Linked DNA regions of Mus musculus: region 1 is linked to region 2. A link is a contact called in public promoter capture Hi-C data. All regions are on one chromosome and are shown on one strand. The core of a region is the stretch at or near the end of the contact, and the rest is flanking DNA. Distances in the headings are between cores, read along the strand shown.

The links. Capture Hi-C pulls out chosen DNA fragments and counts their contacts.
Region 1: a promoter capture Hi-C map of adipose tissue shows a contact between it and region 2. The contact joins the promoter of Stk11ip here to the promoter of Des in region 2. A contact is called at or near these places in 4 of 39 promoter capture datasets (the 3T3-L1 cell line, 3T3-L1-derived adipocytes, hippocampal neurons and 1 more), 5 of 115 datasets of contacts at active chromatin or transcription factors (bone marrow-derived macrophages, embryonic stem cells and epiblast stem cells) and 3 of 9 other capture datasets (adipose tissue, liver and pancreatic islet).

What each region holds. Positions count from the first base shown.
Region 1 is chr1:75,518,875-75,523,004 of GRCm38.p6, reverse strand. Stk11ip (serine/threonine kinase 11 interacting protein) reads right to left here and starts at 1,476. Exons shown (of 25, transcript NM_027886.3): 1 at 1,363-1,476; 2 at 1,156-1,241. The coding sequence starts at 1,216.
Region 2 is chr1:75,357,943-75,362,005 of GRCm38.p6, reverse strand. It overlaps Des (desmin), which reads right to left and starts at 1,714. Exons shown (of 9, transcript NM_010043.2): 1 at 1,014-1,714. The coding sequence starts at 1,588. RefSeq lists a promoter at 1,672-1,752, silencers at 1,753-2,040, 2,207-2,252, cis regulatory regions at 2,041-2,207, 1,482-2,650, 1,603-4,063, 1,066-4,063 and an enhancer at 2,252-2,651.

The sequences.
Region 1 (4,130 bases), core at 227-2,726, 160 kb before region 2:
GACACTGAGTATAGACATGCACATAATTCAAGGTGTCCCCTGGAAGTCTAGAAAAGGCACAGCATGGGAGTAATTATTAACACAAACCAGAAAATGAACTGCCATCAAGAGACTCCAAGGATGCCATGGTGGGAGTATATAGATATGGAGCACTAATGCCATCGAGGTCACACATTCCAAATGACAGCTGCTTCATCTAGATCTCATCCTTATCTCCTAAAGACATCCATTAACCCCACCTTACAGATAGGAAAGCCGGGGCTCAAAGAAGAATCTCTCCTTTCTGTGTGTGTGGGGAGGATGCTAGGGATTATAAGTCAAAGTTTTGTACATGCTAAACATATGCTCTGCTACTGAACTATATCCCCAGCTCTCAAAGAATCATGATTGTGATCATTTAGCTGATGATGGCAACCACATAACAAACAACATAGTGCCAGGCGTGGTGGCACATGCCTTTAATCCCAGCACTTGGGAGGCAGAGGCAGGCGGATTTCTGAGTTCGAGGCCAGCCTGGTCTACAAAGTGAGTTCCAGGACAGCCAGGACTACACAGAGAAACCCTGTCTCAAAAAAAAAAAAAAAACAAAACAAAAAAACAAAACAAAACAAAAAAAAAAACAAAAACCAAACAACACAGTGATCTTTGCCATGCCCAGGCACTGGGGCAGCAACTATAGTAACACTATCTTTTGAACACTTATTATGCATGCATGCACTGCACTAAATAAGCTAACTAAAATCCCGCTATCTTTTGCGTTCAATACAATCCCTATGCTAACCTATCTGAGAAGAATACTGAGGGTCTAAAAACTTATCCAAGTCTGATAGAGGGTTGGGACTAACCTATGTGGGTCTCCAAATCTCTGGTGTCTAAGGTGCTTATACTTGGCTTTCGGTACAAGTGATTATGTTCTTGTCTGCAAGTGTTTAATCTATTAATGATCCCTTTCCTCTGGAGAGTTAAGTGCTATGAGAGATGGATAGAGTTTAGACTGTCAAAGGCATGACTGTAAACAACGCGTCACAAGGAACACACCCAGAAGACGCCGGCACCTCGTGACCCCGCCGGCAATGACTCGGTGATTCCCGGCGTTTCTGGACAGTATCGAACACACCTAGAACTCCCAACCAAATAAGCCAGAAGTCCACTCACCCGACTCCCGCAAAAGTCCCGCCAGCTTCCACACTACTGAATCCCGCGGAGCGGTCGTCATAGCCACGGGACGCTGGGGGCGGAGCCTGGGGAAAGGGGAAGCGGAAGAGCCTCAGGTGGGCAACAAAAGCCCAGAGCTTTCGTGCAAATGGAGGCGTCGCGCAATGTAAAAAGTAAGCATCAGCTAAAAAGAACGATCTCTCTGACCCCTTTTCCAAAAAGCATTGGGCCTCGGGAGCCCATGGGCCCGCGTAATTCGCACTCCAATCACTTTGGCAGCCGGGCTCTTTTAGGGCAGGAAGTCCCGCCCCGGAAGGCAAAGGACCTACCGGAAAGCATGCCTTCGCTACCGGAAGCCACGCCCTGGGCGAGCCGATGTGTCAGTAGGACGGAACTAGCCGGGATTAAGCCCCTAACGGGGCCCCAGGTCTAGCTCGGCTCTGGGTGGCCCCTTCGGCAGAGAGAGAAACCTGACTCTTGTTTGCAGACTGGGCGGGGAAGCAGAGCTTGGAGAAATGGGATCTTGTATTAGAAGGAAAAGAACTCATCCAAAACAAATACTGATCTTCCAGTTACATAGCTGTCCTGTCCTTGCGAAGTTCTTTTATATCAGCCAGAAGGGCTAAGGCTGGCAGGGATGCCACTCTCAAACCCCCTTTGCTGTCATAGTCCTCAGTCTCTAGACTTATTTTTCCTTAGGGTTTAGCACACTCTCAAATTGGTCCCTGGTCTCTGATTTCAGAGCTCTGGAAGCAGAGGCAGGAGGGTCTCAGTGAGTTCAAGACCAGCCAGCTCTAAATAGTGAGTTCCAGGCTAGCCAGGGCTGCATAGTGGGATCCTATCTCAAAAACAAAAATTAGTCACTGGTAATGACCTGAACCTGTATTTGTTTTGTTTTGTTTTTAACTGTATTTACAGCTCAGTACACCTAACTAAAAGTGGTTTTCCTAAATTTGAAAATAAAATATATCAATAATTAACAAAAGCAAGACTGTTGAGTTTTCTACTTCCAAATTGGCACTGTAGCTTTTTTTTTTTTTTTCAAGATAGGGTTTCTCTGTGTAGCCCTGGCTGCCCTGAAACTCTGTAAACCAGGCTGCCTCTGCCTCCCAAGTGCTGGGATTAAAGGCGTGCGCCGCCACCACCACCCAGCACCACTGTAGTTTTTACCCTGGCTCTTGGTCTGGCAGTTGACATCAACTTCTGGTCTACATTATGAAAACATTTCTTAGGATGGAGTGACTAGCTAGGCTTGGGAGGGGAATGTCTTTTATGAAACAATCCTTTCTAACACAAGAAAGTTAAACATGAAGTGTAGGACTGAAGAGATGGCTCAGTGAATTAGAGCACTGGCTAGGCTTCCAGAGGACATGGGTTCAAGTCCCAGTACCCACATGGCGGCCCACAGCCATCTGTAACTCCAGTTCCAGGTGGTTGTACAATCTCTTCTCATCTCCATGGGCACAGCACATGCATGGTGTAGAGGCATTCAGGCAAAACATTCATACATGCAAGTGTTTGCTTTTAATGAAAAATCTAAAGAGTAGAGTTGGAGTCAGTCAGTTTTAGAGGTGGTGGAAGGCTTCTCTAGCCTGAACAAACTTCCTATATACCGTCTCATGGATCTGGGACATTTTGTGCAATTGATAATCCATTACATAGCAACTGTCAGTCCTTGTTTATCGATCACCTGAAGCTGGCCATGGGGGAGGAGCCATAACAATCAAGTCAACTGTATCAAGCCAAATTCTCATAGGCAGAAAAAGAAACAAAAAACAAAAACTCATTCTTTTGATATCCTGATGTGGTGCCTTGAAACCTTTGCTTTTTGGCCTGGCTTCCGTGGTCCACAGTTATTGTGTGAAAATCCTCCATTCACATGGGTAGCCCCTCTCTCTACTCAGGTTTGTCCTACACTACCGAGCTTCCAGATAAGTGAACGAGAGAAAAATCAAAGAAAACAAAACTGTATTGGGGAGGGGAAAGCTAAGCTAAAGAAGCAGCAAGAGAGTAAACAGCCGAGGCCTGTCCTCCTCCCTGAGAGGCCCACTCCCCTTTCTGTCCTTGGCTTGCAGGCAAGGCCTTGGCTGCCTTCCAAAGAAGTCTCTCTCTCTTTTTCTCCCTCTCTTGCCTAAGTTACATTCTTCTGTAAATTGCTACTTATAAAATTTCTTTTAATCAAAGGGAAAAAGAAAATCCTGTGTCACCAAAGCTACAAAAACAAGTGCACACGCTTTGAGCGTGCACCAGATCCATAGAAGAAAGCAAGAACTGGACCTTCTGGTGACCTGGCCAGTGACAACAAATCATGCTTTGGATGAGACCAATTAGGATTGTAACGGTGTCAGTTCAGTACAGGTTGGATCCCAGTCCCAACACATCTTAGAAACGGACAAGTTGATTCTAAAATTTATCTAGGAGACTAAATACATACAGGGCCAAGAAACTTTGAGAGGAAATAATTGAAAACAAAATTTAAGAGACACTAATAGGGGCCTTGCCCTACCAGGCAGCAGAGTGTCCTCCAAAGTCACAGTGACCAAAGCCTGATAATAGCAAAGAGATAAACAATAGATCGACCGAACACAGAGCAGAATAATTACTAACTCAACAGTCCTGGGGGAAGTGCCTGTCCATCTGGAAAAAGCCAATTACTCTCCTTGCATTCTGCACATGAGGTTTCAGAAATATAAAAGCTCCAGAAATATAAAAGTGCTAAGTGTTTTTTAAAATAATAAAGAACAAATAAATAAACAAATAAACAAACCTGAGTAGGATGGCATATCTTTGTAGTCCCAGAATTTAGGAGACTACCACAGAAGGATTTAGAGTTCCTGGCCAGCCTGGGCTACAGTAGTGAAGTCTTAAAGAAAGAAGAGATGGAGAAAAAAAGGAGACGCTAGAAGAAAAGGAAGAGAGAAGAGAAGAGAAGAGAAGAGAAGAGAAGAGAAGAGAAGAGAAGAGAAGGAGAAAGA
Region 2 (4,063 bases), core at 465-2,964:
AAAAGCAGCAGAAGCCCCGCCTACGGGGGGGTGGAGCAGGAAGTGGCTCTGTCTCAACCCTGGAGCCACTCCCTTGAAGTCTTGTGTCCCAGATAGTCTGACCTCCCCGGGGTTAGGAACTCTGTTTTATTTTATCCACCTCTGTGTTCCCAGGCTTAGCCTGACCCATGTAGGAGCTAAATAAATGTCTGTGACTTTGGTGGCAAGAAGGTGACACTGCTCATCTGGGTAAACAGAAACAGGACCGTCATGATGTACGGAGTCTTTTCTGTTTTTGTTTGTTTGTTTGTTTAAATAAACTTTTTTAATTTTCTAAAACAAATCTTGCTAAGTAGGCCCGGTTGGCCTTGTATTTGCTCCGTATCCTAGGCTTGCCTAGAACTCATGGCAGTTCTGTATCATCCTCCCTAGTGCTGGAATTACAGGGGGTGCCCCCATATCCGGATTATTCAGCCTCTTTTACTGGATCGTGGTGGAATGGGTCACAGCCTTTATCCACTGTCCCCTTTACTCAAACCTGTCCATTTACCAAGTGCAATAACATTACCTCAGCTAGGCCCAGGGGCCTAGCCCCCACCCCACCCCCATCCCCGCCCCTCCCTTGGGCCTCATCACAGCTAAGCTTAAAACTACTGCCTGGCTTCCCTCCTGCTCTTCCCAGCCCATCCATCCTTCCAGGCTCTCATCAGCCTCGCTTCTCCCTCAGAACGTGCTCTGACCCTTTCCTTGACTATGGTCATCATCACTCTAGCAACTTAGCATCCTTTCACAGGCAGCTGCCCACCGTGCACTAGGCAAGGTTCCCCCATTTCCCCCATTTCCCCCATTTCTTCTGTCTACCTTCCCAAGACTACTACTCCAGTGTTACATAGAAGGGGCCAGGAAAGATCTCTACTTAGCGAACACCGGGGAATGACCTTTTCCAAACATGGGCTGAGGAGGGAGGGTCTCAGGCGAGGGGGAGGGGGGCTGCTGGGGACGGGGGTGAGGGGAAAGATCTGGGAGGCCCTCACTTGGCCTTGAGCCTCTGCAGGTCGTCTATCAGGTTGTCACGCTCCACGTCGACCCGGGCGCGCTGGTTGGTGAGCACCTCCACCTGGCGCCGCAGCTCGCGCATCTCCTCCTCGTAGAGCTCGGCGACCCGAGTCGGTTCGCGGCCCTTGAGCCGGTTGACCTCGGCGGCGAGCGCGGCGTTCTGCTGCTCCAAGAAGCGCACCTTCTCGATGTAGTTGGCGAAGCGGTCATTGAGCTCTTGCAGCTCCACCTTCTCGTTGGTGCGCGTGGCCAGGAACTCCTGGTTCACAGCGTCGGCCAGGGAGAAGTCCAGCAGCTCGCCCGCGCCATAGGATGGCGCTCGGGTGGTCCCCAGCCGGCTAGACCGCAGCGACCCCAAGCCTCCAGCCCCGCCCGACGTGCGCGACACCTGGTACACGCGGGATGTCATTGAACTCGAGGAGCCCTTGGTACCGAAGCCTGCTCGAGGGAACACGGGAGAGCTCAGCGGGGAGCCCAGAGAGAAGCCCGGGGCGCCGCCGAAGGTGCGGCGGTAGGAGGACACGCGCTGGCTGGACGAGTAGGCCTGGCTCATGGTGGCGGCGTGGACGAGGCTGGCTGGGCGGACGCACAGAGGAGGCAGCGGGCGGGCAGCCGGCTGGAGTGGATGTGAAGATGGGTGACGGAGCCCCTTAGCTGTCTGCACTATTTGTAGCCCTCCTGACATCACCCCCCGGCGCCCCTCCCCTGACAGCTGCAGGATCCCTCTGTCCTGCCAGGAAAAGGGCGGCCACAGGCGAGGGGGCGGGGAGGCCAGCTCCCCCGCAAGAGGCCTGCGCCCCTGGACAGCCCCAAGAGGACAGAAGACAGGCAGGCCTGCTGGGTTTCACAGGGCAAGGAGCTGACAGGAGACCCCCGGCCGGCCCCTTTTTTTCCATTTGGATGCCTGCCTTATCCTGGGGAAAGCGGGCTAGAGAATTTCGTTTGTTTGAGGCCCCCTATTTTCTCCGAGGAGAGGTTTTAGGTTATTGGAATGAACAAGAAGGACCCCCGAAGTGTTTTATTCGCACAAGTTGCCTAGAAAATGCTGAGGTTTCCAACGACTGTGGGCAAAGCCCGGACAGGTCTCTACCATCCTTTCAAAAGAGTCTCTAGGTAGGCCTGTAGGGTAGGTACCGGTTAGTCAGAGAGTGACCCTGGCCGGGGCACATGCATATCACTGATACCTGGGTTTTAACTCTGAGCCTCAGTTTCCCTTGGGAGGAATGTTGGCCTTCTGCTTCCCTCAAGTTTATAGCCAGCAAGATAGTTTCCAGAATCTTCTGACGACTGTTTCCAACTGCGTGTAGTCGCACCCCCGCATCGCCTTTGCCTGACTCCTGCGCCCCTGTCTCCCTCGCCCCCTCTCTGATTCATCCCCCTACTCACACCGCCCACACCCACTCACACCACGGGTTTGTGTTTTGTCAGGAGATGCATGTCAAGCCAGCCGTCTCCCTAGCAGCAACAGCTGCCAAGGCGAAATACCAGAGCTGGTATTTATAGAGGAGAAGGAAAGGCCCAGCTAGGAAGCAAGGTACAGGAGAGGCGTTCTGGGGACTGGGAGCCAGGCACCTGAGGAGACAGAGGTGTCAAGGAAGGCTGACAGCGACAAGCTTCAGTCACTCCAGGACCCCAACAGAGATGAAGGCCTGGGGTGTGTTCGCCTCTCTCTTCCCTGAAGCACAAGGCGCACACCGACCCCTAAGGGCATCTACATTTCTCTGTGCACCTTGCTGCAGCTCTTCACTGAGCCCTGACCCTCCTAGAACACAAACCCTGGAGATAGAGTACTAGATTAGGGGTCCATAGCTCAACCTTGGAAATGGAGCCCTGGATTAGGAGCCGTAGTCCTACCCAGGGCTGGTCAGAGAGAAAGCGGTGCCAAAAGGCATGTCCTTGTCCTCCCTACCTCTCAGGGTCCTTAGTCATAGAGTGGGGGCCAAACAGCTTCGCATGACTGTGCAATGAGCCTTTGAACAGGCCAGGGAGACAATAAAGCATACACCAACAATAACAATAATGCCTTATATGTACTGATCCCTGCTGGGAACACCACGCCTGTGACTCCCCAGTTCTCCGATAGCATCGTGAAGCAGGGGCCACATAAATGCCATTTGCGTAGCGTAGCATAGTGAGGTAGCCTGACTACAGGGTCTAGGTGATTGGCTCTTTCTCTGCCATAGAAATGAGCCAATTCAAGCCAGATTAGATGATTTTAAAGGCAGGTTTGTTGGGGAGCTGCTCTCAGGCGAGTTCACTGACCCCAAGGATGGAGGCCAGGGGAGTTTCATGGGTGGGGAGAGGAGGAAAGAGAAAGAAGAGAGAAAGGGCTCTAGCTCAGAGAGAGAAGAAGAGAGACCAAAATGTCTGGATTATATAGGGATGAGCCTATGGGAAAAGGGCAGCTAAGCCCCTGGACTGGAAAGTTCAAGGTTGAGGGCAGGGTATACCAGGTAGGGACTGAGGGATGCTGAGAGAACCTGGAGGCCAGGTCTACTTTGGTAAAATATGTGCCTCAGCCCCTTGACCCCAGCTCTGAAACCAAACACTAAGCTTTGGTTCCAGACCGGATGCGTCTACAGCAAGTGAACTGTGAAGGACTTGCAACTGCAGTCTTTTCAAAGCCTTTCACATTAAGCAGCTAATTTTTATCCCCGAGACACATTTATGAAATGGATGGGGAGCCCCAGATATTCCTATCCAGGCTTCAAGTCAGTGCAAGCTGTTATGTTCTAGTTATTTTGGGGCCTCAGCTCCCAATCTAGACTGTATGCTTCTAGAGGATTTTGGAGGCTGTTATGGATCCTTAACACATCCCAGGCAGCACCTTCAGTTGTCATTGTCATTTTCTGGCCCTTGTCCTTCTCTCAGATGACACAGTTCACTTCTTGAAGCTCAACGAGTAGATACATGACTCAGATCCCTGCCATTGCATCTCCTGACTGTAAGAATTGGCTCAAGGGGTGTGGGTTCTGAGCAGGGTCAAGCTGAGATCTCTGGAATTTATGAATAAATTGGGGTTTGCTAA